Linked DNA regions of Mus musculus: region 2 is linked to region 1. The links are chromatin contacts, called in public promoter capture Hi-C maps. All regions are on one chromosome and are shown on one strand. Each heading gives the region's core, a stretch centred on a gene start, on an enhancer-like site or on the middle of the called end of the contact. The rest is flanking DNA. Distances are from core to core; before and after follow the strand shown. Region 1 overlaps Atp6v0a1 (ATPase, H+ transporting, lysosomal V0 subunit A1). Region 2 overlaps Cntd1 (cyclin N-terminal domain containing 1).

Region 1 (4,464 bases), core at 619-3,118:
CGGTGTGTGGACACAGTGTGTGGACAAACCTATCGAGCACTCTGGTCAGTGCCCGGTGCCATAGGCCTGTCGCTCTTAGTGTCATTTCTCTTTTCCTTCTTAGCTATTTCAAGAAGCCCCTGAACATCTACTTTGGCTTTATTCCTGAGATCATCTTCATGTCCTCGTTGTTTGGCTACCTGGTCATCCTTATCTTTTACAAGTGGACAGCCTACGATGCCCACTCGTCTAGGAATGCCCCGAGCCTCCTGATCCACTTCATAAACATGTTCCTCTTCTCCTACCCAGAGTCTGGTAATGCAATGCTGTACTCTGGACAGGTATGTCAGCCCTGAGGACGGGTGGTGTAGGTGGCTACCCAGGTCCCAAAGCCCCATGTAACTCTGACCTGAAAAAAGCCTAGAAACCTGGTTTTCAGTTTGTACTACCGTATAGTATGAACTATATAGTACCATATATTTAAACTACTCCCCCTATACCTCTTAGCTCTGGAGAGTTCAGTAATGATTCCATGCTATAAAGGATAGAATTTGTAGGGCTAAGTGCCTCAGGCCTGTAACCTGAGCACTCAAGCCTGGGCTACCTAGTGAATTCCAAGCCAGGGTGAGCTACATAGTAAGATCATGTCTCGAACAATTAGATGAGTAAAGGGGGCATAATTTAGAACTACCATTTGATGGGACACTTACTGGGTTTGTCCTGGTGCCAGCTCATTACTTAGAGAAATAGTCGTAGACCAATAAGGATCTATTGTTTGGGGGGAAAATGTGTGCTGCTGTTGGAAACAGTCTGTTTGACTGGTGGGCTTTGTTGTCTCTTACTTTGCAGAAAGGAATTCAGTGTTTCCTCATCGTGGTGGCGATGCTCTGCGTCCCTTGGATGCTTCTGTTTAAGCCGCTGATCCTTCGCCATCAGTACCTGAGGAAGAAGCATTTGGTGAGTGTCTGTCTGTGGCTGAAGGTTACTAGACTTTAGACTTTTTCCTCGCCTAAGATCCAGGCAGCGCCTTAGAGGATGTAATTAACTGTGCACACGTGCATGTGTTCCGTTATGGATTTGGGTTACATATGAGCATGAACCCCGGGCCTGCCAACGTCAGAGACACCTGGATCGGAGAGAATAAATCACTATGTTTTTACCTTTCCTGGTCGTGATTTTTGTCACGCTCTCGGCAGCAGAGGCCAGCCCTGGGCCCACACGTCTAGATGCGGCATCAGCCAAATATCAAGGTTAGGAGAGCTGCAGACAGTGAGCTCACTCGTGTGGTTTGCCTGGGCAGCCACAGGACTGACCCAAAGACATATTTTTTTTAATGAAACTATGACGCTTTCACCAACTGACACACCTGGAAAGGATCTGACTTAAAGCACACTGATTTTTTTTTTTTTTGTTTCTTCTTCTTCTAAGAAGCAGCATATATACACACAGGTGTTTACTTAACAGATGTGTGTATACCGACTCTACACACAGACACACAAAGTTAAGCTTGCCAAATGTTCGATACTGCGTGTAATTTCTGGCTATCCCATAATGCTTACTGCATTGCCCGGGAAAACCCAAGAGATCTTATTGCATGAGTCCCATGGCTGTGAGATGATCCCTCCGTTGGAGAGCAGCTGAGTTACAAGACCCTCCTTCTCCCTTTTCTGACCATCTTCATCCTTTCATGTGCCCTCCATTCGTCTCCCCTCCCTCTCCCCATCCCTCTCTCGTTCTCTTCTCCCTTCTTCTCTCCCATTCACTATCAGGAAGGGCAACCCGTGGAGGCCCCAGTCACACCAACCCCGAGCCAACAGGGACTAGAGGCAGCACCGGCTGCAACAGTGAGTCACTTAACTCCGACAAAGCAAAATGTTTGTTTAAAGAGGTGGCAGACAGTGCAGGTGAATTCTTTTTTAATGCTGTTGAGAGCGTGGCATGTGTGCTCACTGAGACCATGACAGAGGAGCCATCTGCCTCTTAGGAATAGATCAGGTATCGTTTTTACCATTGGCCTGCTAAGTTTCTGTTTGGTTGTGTAAGTACAATCCTATCTTCAGGAGCCAAGTGGCCCTCTTCGAGTCCCATCATCTTACTCCAAGACGGCAGCTTCTGGGCTCATCCACTTTTGTGTCTGTATCCTGTGATCGTGTGTGGGGTGGGTTTTCAGCATGGAGACAAGAGGGGCTTGGACTCTTTCATTGATGTCTTTGTTCTTTGTGCTTGTAAGCCCTTCTTTAAGGGATCCTTGTCCTTGTTTTGGGAGTTCAGTCTTTAGAGAAGGTCTGTATCTCTTTCCCTAACTGGGACACAGAAGGTCTTGTTTCTTCAGCTGATTTCCTGAGCCACCCTGCGTGCTGCACATCTGCCAGAGCCATCTGTCTAGACCCTCACTTCTTCTGTACCTACAATTCAGTGACAGCACTTTGAATGTCAGACATTTGACATCATTTTACCAGAATCTTAGAGTGCACTGTGTCTATGCAGCCTCACATCCGAGATTTTCAATCTCGCAGGTCAGGATTGTTCTGTTAGCATACACCGCTTTAAGGGGAATGCATGCTTATGCCAGACAAAATTTTAATCTCGCTGTGTGAAATTATTTTCAAGTTGAGGAACACACTGCCCAGCATTGATTTTCTTTCCCCATCATCTTTTCTTGCTTTGTCCTTGCTTTTTTCTTGCATTGTTCTCGATGCCTTTTGAGTGTGACTCCATCCTCCATGCTGAGCTCCACAGTAACCCCTCCTCATCTGGAAGCTCTCCCACTCATGGCGTCTGCTCAGCTGTGTCCCTAGCTGAATCTCTTGCTGGAGAGCAGCCCAACAGCATCAAGGTGACCACACTCCAAGAAGGACCCTTGACCCTTGACCCCACGTATCTGCTCCTGCTCTGCTTCTTGTCTCCTCCGTTGTCTCCTTGAGTGGCGTTGTCACAGCTCAGCATTTCTTTTCTTGTCTTTGCTGGTGTGTCTCTCATTTCCTTCCTGTAACTCTTGTTTCCTGAGCCGTGCAGGGTACTCGTCAGAGTCGGGTTAGGAGGTCTGACCTGTCTGTTCTCACTTCTTCTGGCTAGGGAAGTCTTAGGGAGATGGACTCTGTTTGGGGGATTTTGAATTCGGACGCTTTCCTCCTCTGCCCTGTAAGACCCAGGCCAAGATACAATGGAGTCTCCCCGCTCCGGCCCCATGCCCTTTATAATGCTTAAAGCCCCCCTTCTGAAGGTAGTTAGGCGACATTTGAGCCTGACCGGAAGTGCTTACTTCAGTGATTTCCCAGATCTGAATCACCTAGTAAACTTTGAACATGGGCATTAAAACAGGTGAGAGGAAGGAAAAGGCAAAAGTGACCCCTAATCCCATGAACTGAAGGGGGGGGGGGGAGAGAGAGAGAGAGAGAGAGAGAGAGAGAGAGAGAACTTTTATACTAACCAAGAAGTCTCAGTGCCCTGCCCCCTACCCTCCTCCTCCAGGACATTGTTATCAGGTGGAGTCTTTGCCTTCAGCACATATCTGTCATCTACTGAGACACAAGTAAACAATATGCATACCTAGAAGGAGAGCCATGTCTCGGGACCTATTTTAAACTGAAGCAATCTTCTGCCTCTCAGTGTTTCTTAATAGAGTTGTCTTCTTAGAGGCAATCTTTTTATGGTACCTAACATTGCTGGGTGTAGTGCATGCCTTTAGTCCCAGGCAGAGGCAGGCAGATCTCTGAGTTCGAGGCCAGCCTGGTCTATAAAATGAGTTTCAAGACAGCCAGGGCTACACAGAGAAACCCTGTCTCAAACAAGGTAGCTTCCGTAGAGCTCCTCCCGTGGCCTTTTCTGTGAGCCTTGTAAGACTGACTGATGCTACAAGGGGAGTCTACCCCAATAATAAATAAACCTTGGGGTCTGAACTGGCCAGCGAGTTGTAGTAAAAGAGGTTCCCCAAAAGCTAAAGCTAAGGAAGGGAGCCACAGGGAAGTTCCCAGCCCTGTCTCCACATTGTTCAAGCTTACTGGAGCAGTCACGCTGCAGGCAGGCAGTCCTCCAGCTTTGGGTTGATAGAACTCACAGGAAGTGGTCCAGGGGCTGCTTCCTCAGTCCCTTTCACTGTACCAGAACCCTCTGATGGAAAGGGATCTGCCTTACTTTACGTTTTTAAAACTCAGAATTCTTTAGCCACAAATGAGTGACTGTTAGGATGTTGTGATGTTTTGTTTTGTGTTCTTCCAAGACCTTGGGTAGCTCTTTGTTCCTACACGGGCCTGGTATATTTCTGGTAGATGTTGCTGGAACTCTTGGGCTCCTGTTGAAAGCCTGTCAGAGCAGGGTATACGTATCATGTCACCCACTGCCATCCCTACCCCCACACTGCACTTGGAAAGCCTCATCTTCAGTTCCAGCAACACTCAGGCCCTCTCAGACTTTACAGCTTAGCTGTGTTCATTGTGAGAGTGTTCATGCTCAGCTTCTCACCCATGCAGAACTCTGTGAGCATTG
Region 2 (4,464 bases), core at 1,064-3,563, 240 kb after region 1:
CAGGTGCTTTCAGGGTATCCACAGGAGTGATACCTTGGAAGAGGCCCATGGTTGTTTGTTTGTTTGTTTGTTTTTTGTTTTTTTTTTAAAAAATCAGTCTGGAATAGTCTCTGGCTTTTGATGTAATTGTCTTAGCAAACTGGGAGCAGTGGAAGGCAAACTGTGGGAACGCCAGGGAGAGGGGTGAAGTAGTGGAAGGAGCAGGTGCGACAGCAAGTGTTAAATTCAGCAGTGATGAGGTGGATAGGGGAGCTGTGTCTCAGAGGCTGAAAGATCTTGTAAGCAGTAGTCCACTTTTGTACGCAGTGGAGCATGTAGTAGCAGAGAAACCGAGAGCAGGGTCCCTTCTGCCTAAACCAAGTTCAGGTTCCTTGAGAAACTAAAAACGGAGTAAGTCTTAACAAATCCAGAACAAAATCGAGGATCTGGGGACATCCCTGGACTAGGAAATAAAGCCTAAGGACCAGCAAATAGAAGGTTAAAGGTCTGGCCCATAAATGCAGAGTTGTGCTTAATTCTCTTCCTTGATGGAAATTATCGGCTAGGGCTGTGGTCTTTGTAAGAAAGCTTTGTGTATAAAACTATTTGTGACTTGTGTTAAGTGTATGCTAAAGTATCTTGTGATAGCTTGGTTTTAGTTTTTTGTAGACTTTTTTTTTTTTGAGACTAGGTCTCATGCAGCCCAAGCTGACCTTCAGTTACCATGTGAGAATGCCCTTGAACCTGCTCCACCTGCTGAAATGATAGGCATTGCCAGTTATAGGCATGTCCAATAATTTGTTTTTCTTCTAGGAAAGTCCAATTTTTTTTCTCGGAAGACATATGACAGTATGATTATGTACGTAGAGGCTGGGTAAAGGACCCCCCCACACACACACTCTGTAATTCTTTGCTGATCAATGATAAAGGTTCTTAGGTCTTCGGTTTTCTTTCCTGAGAACTGACATTCGCTCTCGTTTCCACCCTCTAATGATATTGCAAGCTAAATAGAATTTTATCTGAGGCTATTCTTTCAAAGGGAAACAGAAGCAGGATAAAATCTTGCCAAGGTATCTTACACTCCCCCACCTCCTAAGGATTCTTTCCCTCTAAATTGGGCTATGTTCTTTGAGTTAGGGGGTGTTCCTTCAAAACAAGTCAGTCCACAGTAATACTAGAGATTTACCCAACAAACTGGCGGTGGAGAGCGGGTGACCAGCTGCAAGGTGAATTGTGTTTGTAAAGCAATGGGAGCTCTGCAGAGGGTGGTTACTAAACAAACAGTGTCATAAAGACTATGGACGCCCCAGGAGGGACCTTTCTGTTCCTGCCAACATTCCACTGAAAACAGAATATAGGGGTTAGGGTTTTTATCCATCCAAGAATCCTCTTGGAGCTAGGGGATCCCAGCAGGAGGTGGAGACCAATTAGGCCAGCTGGTATATGTTTGTGTGTAACTGACCAAACCTTTTGTCAGCCGAGACTCAAAGGCAGGCTCGGGTCACCGAGGGGCTTGGTGGGCCCTTGACACTGGCCCAGAGCCAGCCTCCTTTCCATGCCTCTGATCTGCCCATTGGCAGCAAAGGCAGCTGAGCTCGGCTCTGCTTGTCCCAGGCTCATCTTTCTCCCCTCTTGACCCTCCTCTCTCAGCCCCACCATGGCTTTTACACGATGCCAAGAGTTCACAGTGTGGCTTGGGTTGCATCTTGTGAATTAAGCTCTTCTTCCCTGTTTTGGCAGAGTTTGTTTTTCTCCTGTCTGAACAATGGTGTCTGGAGAAATCGGTGAGCTACCAGGCTGTAGAAATCCTAGAAAGGTAAGGCTCTTGCATGAGGCCTTTGTGCTGGTGCCCCTCAGAATGGCTGGCGTCCCTAGATCATCACACAGCACTAGTTGCCCCTTTACCTGGAGGCTGTCTGGGCTTGCACCCTCCTTTTTACTTGCAAATATAGTTCTCCTCGCCAGTATTTGATACCCAGCAGGATAAAATGTGGCGTGTCTACAACACAAAGTCCCTGTAGTCTGTGTCACTGTAAGTTTACCCTCTTCTTTTTATTTCCCCCTTACAGATTCATGCTGAAGCAGGCAGAGGACATCTGTCGGCAAGCCACACTCCAGCTGAGAGGTAAAGACACAGAGCTGCAGAGCTGGAGGGCTATGAAAGAGCAGCTTGTCAACAAGTTCATCCTCCGATTGGTGTCGTGTGTTCAGCTGGCCAGCAAACTGTCTTTCCACTACAAAGTAAGGAGCTTGTGGGCACCCAAGTGTCAGCGAGAAACAGCTGATTGAAGGTGCCTGTGAGAAACCCACTGCTAAGCTAGGTGATACTACTCATGTGGAAATTCCAGAGTGTAATTATGCGTCCTAAGCATGCCTCCTGAATACACACAGTCACACAGAGGCAGTTATTAAATAGCCTGAAGTTCTGTTCCCAAAGTATAATTGCTGGACAGGTGCCATCATTCATACAGGTCACCTTTCCTCCCCTTGGACTTCAGGACAGTTTACATAAGGTTCCTGAACTACCAACATGCCTATCAGCATTAAAGACCAGTGGTTACACCTAAAAAGGATAAAATGTTTCTACATCACTATCCAGTGCCTGTGCAGTAAAATCACTCATTCCGCAAATATTTATCGAGTATCTTCTATGGCCCTGTGCTTCAGTAGATACCATGGCCTGGCTACCACAGTAAGAAACATTGTGCTCTCAAGGGATCCCTTACCTAGTGGGAAAAGGCGTAGGTGTAAACAGAATGGAAAGTAAATAAAATAGAAAATAGTGTAAATTGAGGGCTAAGAATGACTCTCATCAGCCTTGCTGAGTCAAGGAAGTTAATGAATTATTGGAACTGGTAGGTGGGATCTGGTGGCTGCAAAGAAAATCAAAACAAAATTAGAGAGGGCAGGGAGGAAGGACCAGACAGAAGGGAAGGGAATCCAGCCCGTGCCATGACTTGAAGGGAGAACAAGGCTTAATTGCAAGTAATCCTGTTTGCATAACTTAGTGGGCTTGGAGGGCTTTGCTGTGAGGGAGGGCATACGGCCTGCATCCTGATAGCTGCATCCTGACGGCTCTCCTCTGCCTTTGCTCTCCTCTTTGCTCAGATTGTCAGCAACATTACAGTCCTGAATTTCCTCCAGGCTCTGGGTTATGTACACACCAAAGAAGAACTGCTGGAGTCAGAGCTCGATATTTTGAAGTCCCTGAACTTCCAAATAAATCTGCCCACTCCTCTGGCATATGTGGAGATGCTCCTTGAAGTCCTAGGTATTTATTACATGTGTCAGATGTGGGTTGCAGACTTCCATAGCAGGCAAAAACACAAATGTCCCCAGGGATTTGGGAACAGGAGACACAGCCTACCAATGAGGAGCAGCGGGAAGGGAGCCCGTGTTTCTGGATGACTGACAATGTTCCTCCAGCACCGGTCAGGAGAGAGAGCTCAGAGGCCTAGCACCTGCTTTCTATTTGGATTCATTAGACACTCTTTCCTTTTCTTCTATGTAACAGCTGGCTGTTTTGGAACTCAATTTGTAGACCAGGCTGGCTTCCCAAGTGCTGGGACTAAACGTGTGCATCACCACACCCCAATCATTAGGCATTTTCTTATTACAGGATCTAAGGGTTTATGAAGAAGCATAAGACAGAATAATGGTACTGTAAATGTATGTATGTATTTCAGACGGAGATCTATCCTTTATAATTAACCTTCTGGCCAGACACATGCCTTTAATCCCAACAGTTGGGAGGCAGAGGCAGGTGGATCTCTAAATTTGAGGCTAGCCTGGTCTACACAAAGTTACAGATCAGCAAGGACTACAAAGTGAGACACTGCCTCAACAAAAACAACAACAAAACAAAAACAAACAAAAAACCCCTGACTTTCTGCTAACAGATCTTTCATTGTGGAGCATAACAGGAAGAGCATTAGCAACTAAACCGCTTTATGTCGTAAGATTATGATCAGAGACCGAGACTCATGTTCCTTCCATGTACATACTCCATGTAGGGTACAATGGCTGTTTGGTCCCTGCCACACAACTACATGCAACTTGTCTGACCCTCCTCGACCTGGTCTATCTTCTGCATGAACCCATCTATGAGAGCCTATTGAGAGCTTCAATTGAGAATTCTACACCCAGTCAGCTGCAGGGGTAAGAGACTTTTCTTGGGTAGGCTCCTTCTGGGGATGCAAAGTAGGGACAGATCCTATGAATAGAGTTTGGGGTTTGGAGCTCAGTGGTAGAGTACTTGCCTAGAAAATCCAGTACCCAGCACTAGAAAATTGGAAACCAGCACAGGCTAATTGGTTTTTATTAACTTCCAGTATGTGGTTCAGATGCAGATGAGTGAGCCCGGGAAAACTTTTACTATTAAATGTAAATAAGTTCAAATAATTAACATTCTTCTCTAGTTCTTCCCTTGCTCCTACTTACAAACTGGGAGTGCTAGATTGCTTTTATAGTCACCTGAGTGGGGAA

What was found. Capture Hi-C pulls out chosen DNA fragments and counts their contacts.
Region 2: a contact with region 1 is called in a promoter capture Hi-C map of pancreatic islet. The contact joins two enhancer-like sites. A contact is called at or near these places in 1 of 115 datasets of contacts at active chromatin or transcription factors (pancreatic cancer cells) and 3 of 9 other capture datasets (embryonic stem cells, liver and pancreatic islet).

What each region holds. Positions count from the first base shown.
Region 1 is chr11:101,043,688-101,048,151 of GRCm38.p6, forward strand. Atp6v0a1 (ATPase, H+ transporting, lysosomal V0 subunit A1) reads left to right here. Exons shown (of 22, transcript NM_016920.4): 16 at 104-320; 17 at 829-936. Among named protein-coding and RNA genes, the nearest start is that of Mir6928, 16 kb to the left of the region's middle. Within about 2 kb of position 1,869, at least 28 of the 459 cell types and tissues checked have an H3K27ac peak or open chromatin away from gene starts, as enhancers often do. A contact at or near this core is called in pancreatic islet, where this site is marked.
Region 2 is chr11:101,281,673-101,286,136 of GRCm38.p6, forward strand. It overlaps Cntd1 (cyclin N-terminal domain containing 1), which reads left to right. Exons shown (of 7, transcript NM_026562.2): 2 at 1,720-1,795; 3 at 2,049-2,220; 4 at 3,088-3,250; 5 at 3,993-4,137. Among named protein-coding and RNA genes, the nearest start is that of Cntd1, 4.7 kb to the left of the region's middle. Within about 2 kb of position 2,314, at least 13 of the 459 cell types and tissues checked have an H3K27ac peak or open chromatin away from gene starts, as enhancers often do. A contact at or near this core is called in pancreatic islet, where this site is marked.